Regions from separate parts of the Mus musculus genome. Here regions 1 and 3 are each linked to region 2. A link is a contact called in public Hi-C and HiChIP or PLAC-seq data. All regions are on one chromosome and are shown on one strand. The core of a region is the stretch at or near the end of the contact, and the rest is flanking DNA. Distances in the headings are between cores, read along the strand shown. Region 1 has its middle 16 kb from the start of Gm41285. Region 2 holds the start of Dap (death-associated protein). Region 3 has its middle 28 kb from the start of Gm26416.

Evidence for each region. A called contact is a pair of places that touch in the nucleus more often than the background predicts. HiChIP or PLAC-seq counts read pairs in DNA pulled down with a chosen protein or histone mark.
Region 1: a contact with region 2 is called in a Hi-C map of pre-B cells, with 2.7 times the contacts expected there. The contact joins the enhancer-like site here to the promoter of Dap in region 2. A contact is called at or near these places in 1 of 39 promoter capture datasets (liver), 18 of 484 Hi-C or Micro-C datasets (2-cell embryo, B cells, bone marrow-derived dendritic cells and 6 more), 4 of 115 datasets of contacts at active chromatin or transcription factors (bone marrow-derived dendritic cells, cardiomyocytes, embryonic stem cells and 1 more) and 3 of 9 other capture datasets (adipose tissue, liver and pancreatic islet).
Region 3: a contact with region 2 is called in a BATF HiChIP or PLAC-seq map of CD8 T cells, with 10 read pairs. The contact joins the enhancer-like site here to the promoter of Dap in region 2. A contact is called at or near these places in 1 of 15 datasets of contacts at CTCF or cohesin (CD8 T cells), 9 of 484 Hi-C or Micro-C datasets (CD4 T cells, CD8 T cells, CD8 central memory T cells and 3 more), 9 of 115 datasets of contacts at active chromatin or transcription factors (CD4 single positive thymocytes, CD8 T cells, double positive thymocytes and 4 more) and 4 of 9 other capture datasets (adipose tissue, embryonic stem cells, liver and 1 more).

Annotation. Positions count from the first base shown.
Region 1 is chr15:31,278,331-31,281,306 of GRCm38.p6, reverse strand. No RefSeq gene overlaps it. Among named protein-coding and RNA genes, the nearest start is that of Gm41285, 16 kb to the right of the region's middle. Within about 2 kb of position 1,581, at least 63 of the 459 cell types and tissues checked have an H3K27ac peak or open chromatin away from gene starts, as enhancers often do. A contact at or near this core is called in B cells, pancreatic islet and pre-B cells, where this site is marked.
Region 2 is chr15:31,222,940-31,225,649 of GRCm38.p6, reverse strand. It overlaps Dap (death-associated protein), which reads right to left and starts at 1,265. Exons shown (of 4, transcript NM_146057.3): 1 at 1,067-1,265. The coding sequence starts at 1,121.
Region 3 is chr15:31,164,641-31,167,703 of GRCm38.p6, reverse strand. No RefSeq gene overlaps it. Among named protein-coding and RNA genes, the nearest start is that of Gm26416, 28 kb to the left of the region's middle. Within about 2 kb of position 1,358, at least 38 of the 459 cell types and tissues checked have an H3K27ac peak or open chromatin away from gene starts, as enhancers often do. A contact at or near this core is called in CD4 single positive thymocytes, CD8 T cells, CD8 central memory T cells and 5 more, where this site is marked.

The sequences.
Region 1 (2,976 bases), core at 332-2,831, 55 kb before region 2:
CACGGCAGTTGGATTTATCATAATATTTAGGATAAGGGGGGAGGAAGAGGGAAACGTATTTTCTCTTGTCACGAGTGTCCTTAATTGAATTTCAGATGGCCTCTTTGGAAGAGCACAGCCAACGCTAGACAGAGTGCTGCAAAGGCTTGCAGACACCTCAGTGAGGTCAGAGGGAAACAGATCCGAAATCCTCTGGGACCCAGGTGAACTTGAGTGGTGAATTCATGTTGGTTTATTTTCTGTGTAAACATGCCATGGTGTCTAGATACTTGGTTAAACATTATGCTGGATGTCTGTAGGGGGTGTGCAGTTTTGAATATGGCTTAAATTGGTAGCAGTGGACTAGAGCAGACTGTCCTCCATCTGCCCTTTAAGCTGTGCCTCTGAGGCTGATATCTCCAAGAGCCAGGGAGGTCTATCATAGACGAGCCCTGGGCTCCCACTGTTATCTCAGCTCTTCCCAGGTCTGCATCCTACTGGCCCACTCTACACAATGCATTTGCCAGTCTTTATAGCGTTATGAGCTAACTCTCATCTGTATTTTAAAAATATTTCATTATTTTATTTTATTATTTTGAGGTAGGCTCTCTCCATCTAGACTTATACTTGTGGTCCCAGCACTAAGAGAGACACATAGGCAAGAAGATGGCCAACATGGTCTACCTAGCATGTTGCAGGCTAGTTAGGCCTACACAGTGAGTCTGTTTCAAACCTACCACCTCCGCCTCTGCATCTGCCGCTGCCACCTCAACAAAAGGATGCAAAAGCAGGAGAGGGAGTGGTTGGAAAGGCATGGTTTGGATGAGAGTGACAGGAGGAGGACAGGAGGGTAAATCTGGTCAAAACATATCATGTATACGAAACTGTAAAGAAACTCCAGAGCCACATTGCAGGGCCGAGAGCTGGTTTAGCAGTCAAGAGGGCTTCCCTCATAAAACTGAGGGCCCAAGCTCAAATCCCCAGCATCCCCCACTCCCACCTGTGTCTGTAACTCTATTGCTGTATAGAATGGAAAGAGGAGGTTCGCTGTGGCTTGCTGGCTGCCAGCCTTGTTACAGGCACAGTGAGAGACCTCGTCTTAAGAGAATAGGGAAGAGAATGAGAGAACAGGACACCTGCTGTCTTCCTCTGGCCTCTGCCTGTGCTCAAGGGTATATACATAGCCTTCCACCAGGCACCCATAGGCTACACACACACACACACACACACACACACACACACAGAGACACATGCCCATATATACGCATACAAATAAAAGTAAAAAATAAAACACAATGTACATGGATATGAAATTATAAAATAAAAAAGAGCAAACAAGTTTCTATGAATGTGTTTCTGCATGTATGTCTGCGTATAGCTAGATGCCACTTAAAACAGGTGTTTGCTCTGAGAAATGAGCCATGACATGATTTTGCCATTTTCAGACCTCGTGTGTGCTTACACAGCCCGTGACAGGCACTGTGTCCCTAGGTGATGTAGTCTCAGGGAAATCCCCAGCATAGAGTGAGATCTATGAGGCCAGTTATTGGCTACAATGTTCTATGAGTTGTGACTGTGTGTAGTCACGCCCTTTGGCTCTGGTTCTCTGGGGACTCCCAGCCCAGGCCACAGTTACAAAGTTATTTACTGCCGCTTCCTGGTTCTTCGGGAGAATATGGCTGGGGAAGCCCCTCTGGAGCCTTGTGAAAGGCAGAGGGTTTTTTGTTTTTTGTTTTTTTTTTGTTTTGTTTTTTGTTTTGTTTGTGTGTTTGTTTTCTTGTTTTGGTTTGTGTTTTGATCCTGCAGAGGCCAGTAGGATGCCCTGTCTTGGGGGGAAAAATTACTTTCGAGTCTGTAGAAGGTAATGTTTTAACCAGCACAGCAGCTGGGAAGTCAGGAAACCTGCAGAACAGCAGAACACCAGGGGCTGTGGAGGCAGGAGGCAGATGTTTAGAAAATAATTAATTAATCACAAACCTGCTGGGTTGGCCAGTATCTGCCTCCCACCTGGCTCTAGGGCATCTGAGTTCAAGGCTGTACTAGGCCAGGCTATGCCCTCTGTTTGGCTGATGCCCATTCTGCTGTCCACTGACCAGGGCTACCACAAGCCGGGTCTCTGCTTCTGGCTGCACACAAAGGCTCATCTGGCTGCCACACTTGCTCTATGGAGGAGCAAGGATGGGTGTGCAGGGCAGTGCTGTGCATCTTCCAGGCAGCTGCTAAGCTTGTGATGGCGACTTGTGCTCCTGAGCACACCCCAGGGCTGATTCCTCTTCTCTTTCCCCACCTCCTCTTGGAATTGGATAATTGGACAGAATTCACAGCATCTCCAATCGATCTTGTTTTATAAACCAGAATGATGATAAATCAAGGTCATGAGAGAACCCACTGTCTTATTATGTACAGCGGTTATCAGGGAACTTCTGGGAGGTTCTGCAAAGTTCCTAGTTCCCTGTGTTATGACAATAAAACTGAGGCTTAGAGAAGAGAAGCAAGTTGCCCAAGGTCTTATGGGTAGCAAGCAGACAAGGTAGAGCTTAAACTGGGGCCTATCCTGAGCCCTGGAGTTGGCTGTCCCGGGGAACCAGGAGCTAAAAGGACCCAGAAAATGGGTGGGTGTTGATCTACCTAGAACAAATCCAGGGCTCATTTGAATTTGACATTTGCCCTCCTTGGCCAGGAGGAAGCAATGTTGGGGTTTCCTCTGCTCTAGGCTCCCAGGGTTGTTTATGGGAGCCTACTTAGCTCAAGGTCACCTGCTTAGCTTCCTGGTCCTGTTCAGTCTGTCTCATCTGCCCCATGTGCTTTCTGGCGTGCACCCCTGTCTCAACAGCATCTCTGCAGTCACATCTGCACAGTTCCCAGGGGGAGTGTCCATACCCCCTCTTTCACCAGTCCTTACCCTTCAATAGAGCTTCCATGACGATGGACCCCAGGCAGCACCTGGCCTTGGCATCTCTCCCAGCCTTCACTTCAACTTGTAAAATCTCTAATCAG
Region 2 (2,710 bases), core at 16-2,515:
CACTGGCGAAGCAAGCCGGTACCCATTGCGGACAGACTTGGTTAGGGATAGGAGCCAGTATCTTAAAGGTAATCTTTCCACAAGTTAATTTGTATTGTAAGAAGTGAGAATTGAACCCAGAGCCTTCCATACTCTAGCATAGTATCTTACACTGAACACAAAGACTCCCGTAGCTATAACTCCTAACCCCAGTTAGGCGAGTTGAGAAGCACTGTCATAGTGAATCAGCTTTGAAATACAGCATACTTTAAAGGCAGTTTCCTCTCTCCTCCTGTTCTCCAGTGGGGCCAGCAGCTGGAGAGTCTAAGTTTTTACTACAGAAAGATGGTACAGATGTGTCCCTACCCCACACAGTCCTCCAAGGTCTGCAGGGAGATGCCCTGGTTTTATACCACAGGAGACTTGGCTTCTAGGACCCACGGTTTCCAGGCTGGCTCTCTGTGGTGCTTCCACAGGTATCTCTGCCACCAGAAAGGGCAGTAGAAATGCCAACTCCTCCAGCCATGGAGGAACAAACAGGAACTGAGTGGAGGCGGCTGCCCAAGGCACACAAAGGTTGCTCACCATTTCCTAAGAGAGGTGGCTCTTTACTGGACTGAACTGCCAGTAAAAAGAAGTTTTGGCTCAGAAGTTCCGGGTTTGCTTTAAAAAAATACCGTTTTAACCACTTTCAAGAGGGAGTTGGATGCGAAAATTAAATGAATAAAGGAAGTCATGCCGGGTGATTAATGATCATAATTATTTCCGCTTCTTTGGTCTGTCAGTGTGAAATGCTGTCAGCCCACGATTAATCATCATGATACAACACTACCTTTTAATTGTTGGGGGTCTCCCACGCAAACATCTGTGCAATCTCATAAAAACTGCCTACTTTTGAGTTTTGACTTGTACAACTAGGGTGTCCCCGCCGGGGAGGGCTGGATCCCGCGACCCGCTCACCTGCACCCCGGGCCCGCTCACCTGCGCGCCTGCGCAGCACACAAGCAAGGGGCACCGGGGCACTGGGACCCCGATCCTGCCCTGTCCCCTCCCGGCGCCCCAAGACATAGTGCAAACCAGTCAGTACCGGCGGGCGGGTGTCCAGCTTTGGTCTCCAGCTTTCCTTCTGGAGGCGAAGACATGGCGCCGCTGGTTTTCGGAGGGGCGACGGCAGCCGCGGGGTGGGCGTCAGTGCGCGCGCGAGGACTCGGGGGAAGGCGTGAGGCGCGCGCTGCTCGGGAACGCGCACTGCCGCCCCGGGCAGGGGGGCGTGGCTCCAAACGGCTGCGTGGCACGGTCCCGCCCACCCGAACTCTGTGAGCCGCCTCGCCTCGCCCCGCCCGTCCTTGTGGAGCATGCGCAGCGGCCAGCGCCACGTACGACTCCAAGGCTATTGTATGGGAAGGATGACAGGGCGCGTGTGTACGTGAAGGGCGGGGCGGCCCTGCGACCAGCGAGGGGCTGGACCCGTGGTGCGTGTTCACTAGCCAAGCTGTCACTGAGGGAAGCGTAGCCTGCTGGTGGTTCGAGACCCCAGCGCGGGGTTTCGTTCAGAGATGGCAGCTCCTGGCTCCTTGGCTCACTTTGCAGCAAAACTTATCCGTTACTCTCTAGAACTCGCAGCTCTGCAAGATCAGCAGTCTTCTATCTTTAGAAAAGGGCCTGCCACCATCCCTTCCAGGCTGCACACGGATCTTAGACGACCCAGCTATTAAAAGAGGCAGGGTGCCACACCTCTCTACTCCTTCCTTACTCTCAGAACCTCTTGACTGATCTCTCAGAACCTCTCCCTGACCCCAGGCTGCCAAATCCGAAGGTCACTTGTCCAGTGCCTTTGATCTCGTAGGAGCACTGCAGACAGCTCTGGATGTTCTTTAGCTTTAGGGACGCCATGTCTCTGCCTTGTCCAGACCACCGTGGCTGCCATTCGGCTTGGCAAGCTTCTCTGTAGACTTGTAAATATTTGTATCTCCCGTGCATCATCCTTGGCCCTCTTCCCTACACGTTCCTGGGGTGCTTTCCACTGTAATGATGTTGGCGTCTGAGTAATTCATAAATTACTCAGAATTATTTAGCTCGCGGTTCTCAAGAGGCAAGTGGTTTGCAGGCTTGCATAGAAACAATTTCTTAGTCGAGGAGGTTTGAAGCCCTTGTGGCCATCAAATGCAACCTGTAGCACATACAACCCACAAGGCTTTTTTCGTGACAGGGCCTGGCAAACTAGCAGCTCATTGCTTATGGCTCCTTGACCCATATTGGTTGTTCTGATCCTTCTTTAGTGGGACAGGCCAGTTCTTCTGGTCTTGGCATCTGCTATTCCCATCACTGAGCACTGATTCCTCCAGATATCTACATGACTGACTCCTTCCTATAGTACAACCAGCTTGTGAAGTCAGCTGACCTGTGGGATCTGAGAATGTAGCCAAGGTGCCCGGCTCATGTTTCTGTTCATGTTTTTTACTGCCTCCATGCGATCAACCTCATCTGGCCGTCCTTATTTCTCTCTGCTCATTTACTGGAATTCTCCATGGACTGGACTGTCAGCTCCATGGAAGGAGAAGCCTGGTATATGGTTTTCACTTATATTCCAGGCCCTTAGCCATGGCAATCGCAAAAGACCCATATAATCCTGGAACAGAGAGGCAATGGGTCTCCTACAATGTTGTCTTAACAGAGAGCAACAAATGGGGCCTACACAGAAAATGGAGTGGATGCTTAGGATATAATAGTA
Region 3 (3,063 bases), core at 109-2,608, 58 kb after region 2:
TTAGTCACTCACACAGGACACCATAGCTAGCTAGTGGCTGTCTCTCTTCATGTCTTCACGGCTGATGGGAAGGAAGCCTGCTGATGGGGTCCAATACCAGAAATAGCATCTTATCACACATGGCTAGCTGTGGGCAACATCAAAATTGGACACTTATTTTCTACTGGATAAATTCTGCTTTGGAGGCAATCAAAAATAAAAAGGTTGAAAAATCCTAAGTTGAACTTGCACAAGCCAGGGACTAGTGTGTGTGTGTGTGTGTGTGTGTGTGTGTGTGTGTTGGAGGCTATCTATGTATGCATACACACATTTATTTTACTTTTTGAGATAGGATCGCAGTACATATCCTAGGATGTTTTCACATTTCCAGTCCCGCCTCGCTGTCCTCGGTGCTGGGTTTGCAGACATGTGCCCACATCCCGCAGAAACTCCCTCTCTCTGTGTATGTTCTTTCCCCCACTCTCTGCTACACACTGGATATTTGTTCTCCACTGGTTGATCCTCTCTTCAGTTCTGGTTAATCTGTCACCTAACCTGTCCATGGGCATGCTAGCATTTCCTGTTTTCTCTTCTGGAAACCGCATTCATCAAGAAAGCCTGCCTCTTCGTTCCTGTCTTGGTGTTCCGTGGTGCTCACATTTGTTTGTCTTTGATCATTTTTAGTGGGCGGACTTTGTTATGTCTATCACGTTTTCCCAGTCCCTCAAGGTCCCGATAATACTCCTTGTCCCATTCTCTCTTTTCCCTCTTTTAGTGACTGCTGAATCCACGCTATGACATGGATGCTCCCTCCATCTCTCCTTTCTGACATGAGAGCCCGTTCACCCTGTCGACAGGAAGCGCTGCACAGCTGTCTCTACTGGTAACCACAGGTTTTCACTGCTTTGAGATGTTGGTTGTGTTTTGTTCTATTTTGAGGTCCTGGCTCTGTTTTGATAGTACAAATTTAGACTCTACACCTAAGCTGCATACAAAATTTCTGCTTTGACTTCTCATTGAAAGACCTTACAGTTACTTTTAACCTTAATCCCCAGACAGAGATCAATATCATCAGGCCAGCTGGAGAAGTCCCTACAGCCTTTCATGCTAATTTTTAAGGGATGGGCTCTCTGCTTCAACTTCAATGCCTGCAGTGTGCTCTATGACCCCAGGGATGCAGTTCTGTAAGCCCTTTGCCACCAGCTCTCTTTTAGCTTTCCCAGCGAAGTACTCAGAGTGAGAGTGGAAGAAGGAAGGAACGAACAGACTCCACTTGCTGACTGTCCTCTTTCCTGAGCCATCAACCTGAGCCACAGCGCTCAGCTCAGTTGGCAGTGCCAGCCATAGTGCTCAGCGCAGTCAGCAGTGCAGGAGCTCTGGTTCCCACTTCCTTTTTGAGGTATCCAGTTCAGCCTCAGAGACACAGTGCCAGATGGTAGCATCCCTTCTTTGAGGTCTGGATCTTATTTGTATCGGGACCTAAATCCAGGGTGTTCGTTTTTTAATCTCATCCTTTGTCAAGAGCACTATGGTGGGCAGACCCACATCTTTCCTGTCTGTGATTGTAACTCTTGAATGTGGGCTGAATGACAATGATGGGGTACTACGTCTGAGAAGAGGCTTCAGGCTCTGCCTTCTTCTATCTTGCTTGATCTTGCCTTTTGTTTGCCCACTATCAGGGAAACTGGCTATTCTGCTACAAGAATCTCTGTGTTGAAGCCCAGTGACGAGGGACAGAGGGAAGCCTTGGTTAATGTCTGCCAATGGTTTGCAGCGGATGAAGAACTAATCTTACTGATAGGAGTGATCTTGGGAAGAAATCCACACCCACTTGGTATCTTGAAGGGAGCCTTAGAAAAGGCCCAGCTAAGCCATGCCAGGATGTACATCCTACAGAAGCTGTGAGATCATACATGATCATGGCTTCCAGCAACTCTACTTATGATAACAGAACCATATTTTTGTGGAGGCAAAGGATCTTTGAATACATGGACTAAGAGTAAAGCTACAAGGTCCAGTTTTCTGTACCTTCTAAAGATGCTAGAATTCATTCTCTCTAAACACAAACATTTAGTCCTGGCCTCACCTTTGGGCCTCAGGATCTGGGTGCTTCTTGGGTACCATGTAACCTCTTTCTAAGTGCCTAGAAGCATCTGTCCATTCCATATCCTCCCTTTCTCTCTCTCTCTCTCTCTCTCTCTCTCTCTCTCTCTCTCTCTCTCTCTCCCCTCCCTCCCTCCCTCCCTCCACATTCATGTTTTACATGTGTGTACAAATGTGTGCATGTACACATGTACATTCATGAAGTTGTGAATATGTATTCACTTACATGTAAAGGTCTTGGATCAATTTCTCCATACTGTCTACCTTTTATTTTTGAGGCAGGGTCTCTCATTGGCCTGGAGATTCTTGGGTGGAGAAAGCTGATTGACCAGTGAGCCCTAGAAATTTTACCTCCCCAAGAACTGTAAGTTTACGCCCCTCTGTCTGTGGCATGTTATTGATTGCCAGATCCCTGCTTTTACATGGATTCTGGGACCATTCTCAGGTCTTTATGTTTACACAGGGTTACTTCACCAACTACGTCATCACCCCAGCCTTTCACGAAATTTTTGAACTTCTCTTCTAAATACTTTGCACATTACCCAGGGTTTCTCTTCATTTTAAGAGGAAGTGGGTATCCCCAGAATCCTGCTTTCTCCCCACGGTCAGATATCAAAGCCAAGCAGAAGGCTCTGGCTGTTCCTACACAGGGTAATTGAGCATCAAGAAGTCTCTGTATTTTAATTCTCAACATTGAAACAGATTGATCTTTACCAGTTGTTAAAAGGTAATCTCTAGTTCCTAATATAAATGGTCTCCCAGGATGAATGCCATTCGGGCAATCTGGTGGATTAATTGCTTCCTCCCTCATGACTTATGACTTGGAGCAGATAGGAAAGTAGGATATCAAAACAAACACTCGAAGCACAAAGATAAAAAACGCTAATAATTAGTAACAGCTAGAAGCAAAATTAATTCACAGTGGGCCCATAATGCCAGCTATTTAATGCAAATTAACAAATGACATTTTAATGTAAAGGA